2 separate regions of the Mus musculus genome follow, and region 1 is linked to region 2. Evidence: chromatin contacts called from public Hi-C data. All regions are on one chromosome and are shown on one strand. The core of a region is the stretch at or near the end of the contact, and the rest is flanking DNA. Distances in the headings are between cores, read along the strand shown.

What was found. Hi-C and Micro-C count contacts between places; a contact is called where the count stands out from the background.
Region 1: a Hi-C map of uterus shows a contact between it and region 2, with 4 times the contacts expected there. The contact joins two enhancer-like sites. A contact is called at or near these places in 4 of 484 Hi-C or Micro-C datasets (cranial neural crest and uterus).

Annotation. Positions count from the first base shown.
Region 1 is chr4:13,466,402-13,470,654 of GRCm38.p6, reverse strand. No RefSeq gene overlaps it. Among named protein-coding and RNA genes, the nearest start is that of Gm46881, 51 kb to the left of the region's middle. Within about 2 kb of position 1,359, at least 17 of the 459 cell types and tissues checked have an H3K27ac peak or open chromatin away from gene starts, as enhancers often do. A contact at or near this core is called in uterus, where this site is marked.
Region 2 is chr4:13,240,754-13,245,072 of GRCm38.p6, reverse strand. No RefSeq gene overlaps it. Among named protein-coding and RNA genes, the nearest start is that of Gm46880, 40 kb to the left of the region's middle. Within about 2 kb of position 2,837, at least 54 of the 459 cell types and tissues checked have an H3K27ac peak or open chromatin away from gene starts, as enhancers often do. A contact at or near this core is called in uterus, where this site is marked.

The DNA of each region.
Region 1 (4,253 bases), core at 110-2,609, 230 kb before region 2:
TTTCCTTGCCACATTTTCATATATAATTTTCTTTAAATAATAAAATCCAGGATTGTGCCCTGATTCTCATTACTATCATATTATATTTAGGTCATTGTTATCATAGCTGATCTGTTGGGGGTCTTTGTTCTGTCATTTAACATAGGTGTTATATCACCTAGATCTTCATCTTTTGACAGTCAGTCTGTTATCAATTAGAAACCATGGTAATGTATGTGATACTTGGAAAGATACTCAAAGTTAGTTTGTGTTTCAGGCTGTGAGGCTCCCACTTGTTTGATGACTTCAGAAAGAATAATACATTTCCTACTACGACGAGTCCAGCTCTTCCCATTCATAGCCAGGAAGCTTAACATGTCTAGGAAATGGAAACATCTAGTTTTATGTCTTGTAAGCCACTCAAGGAATTTCATATCAATTTAGGTTGGTATAAACAATTCTCAGGGCTATGGATGATCTATCACCAGCGAACTAAAACATGTCTTAGTCCTATGTAGGAGGTTTAAGAAGACACTCTTTATCTCACTTGCCAAAGTTGTTTCCTTATGAGCTTCAAATGTCAAAAGGGGGGATTACAAATTACCTTAAAGATGGAAGGCCTTCATGCGTAACATTTTATTATGTTGATTTTATGAATGTAAGTAAGAAGTACAGTATCAGCATAAATCTTCATCCTGAGAAACAGAATCAAAAATAATGGTATTTTAAAAGGACACAAAAGATTCAAAGGATTGATTCAGATTCTTTCAGCTATGGCGGAGGAGCTACTGAACCCAAAAAGACTTATATATCCCCTGATTGCTAATCTTCCAAGCATTGATTTATAGGATTCTTTCTGCCAGCTGTTTAGAGGTTACCGAAAACACATCAGGCTTTGCTGGTGACCCCAAGTGCTTTAATTCCTATGCGTGCATATTTTAACATTATTACAGAAAGGTTTCATTTGCAATTTCCAGGCTGAGTAGCAAGCCGTCCGTTTCTAAGAGGTCAGTGCTTTCACCATGCCTCCTAGTGATGGAATTATAGTTTAAACAGCTGGAGCTCACTCCCAGGAGGGACACTGGGGTCTGGTTCCTTAACGGCAGAATAAATCCATCAGACATATTTCATGTGTCTGATAACATTAATAGATACCAGGGCTGTTTAAATATTTAATGAACTCACTCAGAGGCTGTTTACCAAAGCGGGGAGGCTATCAGAAGGGATGATCACATCTTTTTGATCTACAGTGATAACAAGAAAACTGAGATCTCAGCCAATAGTTTGTCTTCCTGGCTGCAAACCCCACCACAGGAACCTGTTTGCTACATGACATGTTTCCTTTCCATAGTGTGCAAGGGAGTGCTTTCAGTTTTTGCAGTTGCAATGCTAATCACTTCCATGTGGCTCACTCCTTAATAGAGATGCCAGGAGTCATAGCACAGTTCTCAGTTGGGATGAAGAAAACAGAAGAGGGAAGGCAGTCAGAGACACTCAGAGCAAAGAAATGGTGTGCAGGGCACAAAGCCCGAAAGCACGTGGGTGTGTTAATGAGTGGGCACTGATTAGGAAAAACAAGAGGCAGAAGAAAGCAAGTCACGTTGGCTACTTTTGTGAATAGCCTTCCAGCAGACAGCTTGATAGTGTCTGTTCTTGTTGGAAATAGATAATGCACATTAACAAAACAAAACAAAAAAAACAAAAAAAAATCACCATCTAGTGTTTGGCATACATTTATTTTCATGTGAGGGCAGTTCTGTTTAGATTTGCTACGAAAATCAAATTTGACTAAAAGCAGATTGGTCAGGCTGAATAACAGGTTATTCTTGGTTTCAGATACAAGTTTGATCATGTAAAAATGCGAAATTATAGGGACATAGTCTGTTGCTATCAACAAACATCCCTGTTGGAAATAATCATTGAAACAAGTTTTCTTACTTTTTTACTTTACTTACTTACGTATTTACGTACTTACCTTTTATGTATTTATTACTCAAGTGCATGCCTACATGTTTGTGGGTGCATGCAACCGAGACAACTCGCAGGAACTCATGCTCTTCTTTTACCATGGGAGTTCTGGGGCCTGCATTCAGCTCACTATTGAGCTCCTATCAGGTTTGGTGGAAATGACCATCTTACTGAGCCACCTCAAGGCTCCAGTGCACTCTGTTTAGAGCATTTTTCTCAATTATATTTATTATTATGTTAATCCTGTTCTCTTTATGGGATTAAGGTGTGCTCAAGTCTGGTGAAGAGTCCTTTGGTCTGGGCTAAGTCCTGGTATACTCAATCTAGATTGACTAGAATGAGTTAAGGGAGCTGTCTAGACCAGGTGGAAAATGTCCAGCCATTTGACGATTTAACTCTAAATCTGAGTGCAGATAACAAACAATGAAGCAGTCCAATGTTCTTTGGGGACTAGAGAGTATCTTGGCTTAATTAAAAATGGATACATTTTTGAACATCTCAAATGAATGCCATTAGCATTATTTAGACTCGGTTTTCCCTCAATTCTGTTCTGCTATAGGTTTGTAATATGTTCTAAGAGCATAAGGAAGCAGATGGTGAATTTCCTGAGTGCACAGTGCCGCTCTACTTTTTGAAGGGCTGTCATTCTCAGAAACGAGAGGCTTACACTAGCCTATACCTTTCCAAACAAATCATTTTCAAGTATATAAATAGCATAATTAATCACAATGGAAATATAAAATGTTTAATCAGGAGCAGATGGACTGAAACAAAGAACTCTTATGCATGAGGCTGTTGAAAATGTTCAACATTACATCATTTTGATGTGTTTGTAGAAATAGATTTGGGGCGACTGTTTTATTTAGATGTAGCTGTTAATATTTTAATGTATATGCAAAAGAGATCCATCCTCTGCTGTTCTAGGAGAGCGCTTGAGTCACCACTGCAGGGCATTAGGGAAACAATGAGTAAAATACACACTCACCACAGAACAGAGTAACTTCTGCAAACTCTGCCTTTTGGAGTCCTCAAGGGTAGAATTGGTTTCCATTCATGGAAAGAAGCAACATGGAAAAGAAACTATCTAGGAAGATGTAGCTGGTCTACAACAGTCAAAGGTTTTGGATGCTGCTTACCATTTAAATCTTTTAAATGAGTGCACCTTAAAAAAGAGAAAAATCCTGACAGTAGAGGAATAGGGGCCTCCTTTTGGAAATTTGGTCTAGTTTGGACTCAATTCTGCGGCAATAAAAGCTGAAACTAGTTTCCAGATGGAATAAATTGGTTCCAGCGTTTCTAAAATGTTGGCCAGCATATTGCACAGCTGAAGTTGATCCTTTCTCAGAACTGTTACTGAAAGAGGCAGGGATTGGGGCTAGAAAGGCTTGGTGAATAAGCTTCCCTGAGAGGTCTCCGAGCTAGGAGGCATAGACTAGGGGATGTTCGCTTAAATTTGGCGTTTCTCTGACACGGAGAGAGCAGCTGCTATGACCATGTCTCTGAGTCTTTTCGAGCTTCACCTGTGTCCTCTTGGGAAGGTGTTTCTCCTTGGCTACGGAAAGTCCGAAGTTATAGATCTGTCTACCCACCCTGCATTTGAACTTGTTTGGAGTCAAGTGAAGGGAGAAGAGGACATTGGTGTGCCTGAAAAATGGAAAGACATTTTCTTAGGAAAAGCGGAAAAGCAAAGAAAAGAGGAAGCCCATCTTACCAGACATTTTTGAGAATAATTTTCAGAGAGCCTCAAACATGCCCCTCCCTGACCTCCTTAGAGCCTCATCTTATCAGGAAGATCTAGAGCACCGGTTCGAAAACTTCCTAATGGTGGGACACTTTAATACAGTACTTTATGTTATGGTGACCCAAAGCATAAAATTATTTTTGTTTTTACACCATAACTGTAGTTTAGCTACTGTAATGAATAGTAATGGAAATATCTGATATGCAGGATATCTAATATGTGCCCCCATGAAAGAGTCCCTGGACCCTTGGAGTAGTGACCCACAGGTTGGGAATCACCTATCTAGCGGCTTCTCTAAGGAGCCCTGTCCTAAGAAGTCAATTGAGAGAGTGCTATAAAGTCGTGTGCAGAAGATTGAATCAATGGCATTGCTTTGTAAATTGTTTCACGAATGTATTTTTGTATAGGGTGCATGTTCTTGTGTGTGCACAAATGTGTGAGCATATGCATGTGGGCGTGAGTAGGTCTGCTGGTGCTCTGTGCTTTCTTCAGTGACTTTCCATTGTTTAAGCCTCATGAAGGCAGGACGTCTTGCTGAGCTGCCATATTTGGCAGTCAAGTCTAG
Region 2 (4,319 bases), core at 1,588-4,087:
AAAAGAAATGCAGTGTGTCACTCTTGGACAAGGGTTGGGGATTCATGAAATGCCCAACAAAGGGGAAGGAGAACCTGAAGAGATCCTATCCAAAGGTTAAGCAAGGCCCCCCAGGTTGGGGAATGGGGCCACCCACTTGTCTCCAAATTCTTAACCCAGAAGGGCTCCTGTCTAAAAGAAATATGGGGACAAAGTGTGGAGCAGACACTGAAGGAAAGACCATCTAGAGACTGTTTCACCCAGGGATAAACCCAAACATTATCATGGATGCCAAGAAGTGATTGCTGACAGGAGGCTGTTATAGATGTCTCCTGAGAGGCTCTGCCAGAGCCTGACAAATACAGAGGCAGATGCTTGCAGTCAACCATTGGACTTAGCACGGGGTCCCAATAGAGGAGTTTGAGAAAGGACTGAAGGAGCTGAAGGGGTTTGCAACCCCATAGCAAGAACAACAATATCAACCAACCAGATCCCCTAGAGCTCCCAGAGACTAAACCACGAACCAAACGGTACACATGGAGAGACCTATGGCTCCAGCCGCACATGTAGCAGAGGATGGCATTGTCTGGCATCAATAGGAGGAAAGCTCTTGGTCTTGTGGAGGCTGGTTCTGTTATAAAAATAAACTGAAATAATACATTGAATGGGGTGCATGGACATATACTAATAAGAACTGACCAAACGCAGGTCTCTAGAGTAATACATTTCTAAGTAAACAAACTTACCCGGATTAGCAGCATCTGCTAGATTATGAATTCATGTGGGTAATTTGTGAATGTTCTGGAGTAATGAAGGTAGGATGCTTGAGAGACTAGGACATTGTCCATGGTTCTGTCATTATTCTGGAAAGTATAACTATTGTAAGATGCATGGAAGAAGAATTGCCTTCCCAGGCAGTAAAAAAAAACTCATTTCTTTAAAAAACATTAGTGTCTATTAATTGTACAAAATAATGGGTTTCGTTGTGACATTGAATGTCATGCACTCTGTACACATTCACTCCTATTACTGTCTCCTCTCTCTCCTTTCCTCCCTCACTGCTCCTTTTCCTCTTCCCAATAATATTTACTCAACTTCACTTCTGAACGACTCTAGACTGGATACGGAGGCAAAGACAGAAGCTTGTCTTTCTGGGTCTGGCTTACTATACCTAACACAATACCCTCCATATCCAGCCTCGAGTTTGGAATCCAGCAGGCTGAGAGGGCAGGAGAAAAGCATGAAAAAGACTCCCTGGCTCATTAGCCAAGAGAGAAATTAGAGACTGAAGGAACAGGAGAAACTGGTTAGGAAGAGGCAATGCGGTAGAAGCCTGAGGAAGAGGAAGAGGCCCAGGAAACTTCATGTTTCCTTGTGGGTTTAAGTTCTCAGTCCAGCATTTTCCCCTGTGCCACAGCCTGGTGCCATACGCATCCTTCCTTTCCTGCTGAGAATGGGTTTAATTTTCCTTTTAGGAAAACATGTGGAGCATAATAGCTATTTAATCAAGGCCTCGGCTGTAGTTACTTAGTAGAACTGTCAAAAAGCTTTTACCAGCATCAGGGAGCTGCTCTCCACCCCTTCCATCTTGTACCTCACCTCCCGAAGGCTCAGCCAGCCCTGGGGCTCTGAACAAGAGGAAATAATGGCTCTCACAGAGCACTGCCCAAACAGCCGCCTGCCTGCTATGGGCAGTGAGCCTGCTGGTGTGGATAAGTTACTGTGAATCGATGTATGTTTAACATCAATTGAAACCTAAAGGAATTTTAATTGTGTTTTTGTTTTAAACACCAGATATAAGAACATTCAAAATTTGTACAAATCTAGGTTATTGAACCTGGTATTAGAATTTTTGAGAAGTTGAATCTTTTAGGTTAACTTTCTAACACTAGTGATAACATGATTTGCTATTTATGCTCCATATACTATCTATTTATATAATAGCATATTATTTAGAAAGATTAACTCATCTGTGTCTCTCTGTATATCCATGCCTGTGTGTCTATATATATGTATGTCTTTATGTGTCTGTTTGTGTGTGTATTCGTGTGTCTGTGTGAGTATATATGTATGTAGTATGTATGTCTTGGTGTGAATGTATGAATCTCTGTGTGTATCTATGTTTGGGTATCTTTTTCTGCTTTTCTCTGTGTCTCTCTCTGTCTTTTCCTCTCTGTGTGTCTGTGTCTTTGTGTGTTTTTCTCTGTGTGTGCCTGTGTGTATGTCTTTGTTTGTGTCTGTGTATCTCTGTGTTTATCCGTGTGACTCTATGTTTGTCTGTGTCTCTATGTGCCTGTATGTCTGTGTATCTTGAGTGTGTGTGTCTATGTGGTTTTTTTGTCTATGTCTGTGTGTGTCTGTGTTTGAACTCAAATTTATTTCTGTAACTGTCAGGCTCTCCCAGAAGTGAAGATCTTGAAAGGAAACAGAGCTTGAGTCCCAACCCACAGTGGTCATAGGGCGAGCACGGTTCCCTTAACTCCTTTAAAGTTGAACACACTTTTGAGGAAAGTGGGGCTGGGGAATGCCCAGGCTGGAGAAGTCTTTTATAAACAAACCATTTAAACTTCAGTGACAATTAGCCCCCTGCCCTGCTTTAACTTCTGGGTCTCACAGACTGGGCTTGCTAGATGATTAACTTTCAGGCTTCCCAGCCGTACCACGCTGGCCTGGGGACGTTCTAGCCTCACATGTGTAGTGTGTGGGGAAGTTGAGCCGCCATGGCCGATTTGATGAAGTATACATAAGTCCTGGCTCTGCATATCTGCAATATCGCGGACGGTCAAGGAGGCGCCTGTTATAAAAATACACAGTGAAACACAAGCGAAGGACTGCTCTTTCTCAAAGACCAACGTAATGCATTCCTTCTGTTTAGGCTCATTTTCCAGCCTCTCACATTCTTTGCGAACAAGAGTTATAAAACAACCCTGATGCAGGCCAATTATTTTTACTTTGAAGGCCATTAATCAAGATTGACTAAGAAAATGAAGACAGCTAAGCAAAATTTCATATGTGACTAGAGCAAGTTTAAAATAAAACCAGATGGGATGGACAGAGACACCGAGCGTTTCTTTAAAAAAAAAAATTGGACTCATGTAATAAATGTCTTACAAATTACAGCACTCTTATTTTCTTACAGTAAATCAACTCAGGCCGTAGTGTACAAGTGGTCTCTTTGCTGAAATGTCAAAAATAGAACCTGCCTTGTTCTTGTGGAGTAATCCCGCAAATCTAAAGCAGCAGTGTGGGCTAACAGTCTATAAACCATCTACCTGTGTTCAGTCAGACCAAGGCCTGATGGATGTGTTTCTCAGGGTCTGGGAGCAGAGCACACAGGGAATCCATGGAACTCCTGATGCGGGAATTAGCATTTCATATTGCCCTCGTGCAATCCGATGGCCTGGAAGCTAAGGAAAGATGTGCAAGAGTCCAGATTCTCCGTAACAGAAAAATCGGAAAGGCAAAACATTCTACCTGTTTCAATATTTAAAAATTGTCTTTCCCAGAGATCTCTCAGTGGGAGAATTATTTTTCTCATATAAAATACAGTTTTGAAATTCATGCTTTCTGAAGAGAATAGTAAAATATCTATACTTGGTATGGGAAACTGAATTCTCTTCTGAATTTTATGTGATTTTTTTTCCTTTTTTTCAAAGAAAGGTCCTCTCTCTCTTCTGCACACAGCAGCAGTATCTTGCCACAGTGACAAAATGGCTGAAAATAACCATCTGTTCCAGGATCTCTCTCAAAACACACACCATAATCCCAAAGAATTCTCGCCATTTAGCACTGTCAGGTTGAAAAGTCGGCAGAGGAAATGAAACTAAACTTGCTTTTCACAACACGCAGCAAACCATTTCCACAATGAATTTGGAGAAAACATATATGCTCTTCTCAGACCAGCTCCAAAATAATCTGGGAAGAAAATGAAGTCAGTTGTCTTAATACATTTTTTTAAGAAGGCAATTTGGTTGAAGTTCAAAGAGGACTCTAAGATTATTTTCCTGAAAACAGTCAAAATAGGTCAACCCGTGAGAATCAAAGCGGACATTCATTCCATTCTTCCTAAGTCTCCAAACAAAGCAGGAAATGCTTGTCTAAAAGTCCTCAGAAAAACACAGCTCCCCAGACATGGTCATTCCTTATTTGGTGCAGTGGATGTAAGATCCTGAACACTGTGCGTCTGTCAGTGGGCTCTTTGTTTAATTGCTTCCCATTTGAAGCCTCCTGGTGAATCCTTCTTTCAATAAAGCCTCAGCCTGAGCTATGTGGACAAACACCAGGGAAGCGCGCCAGGAGAAAAGAAATACCGCGGGAATTTACTTTTGCGAGTCTAGGAC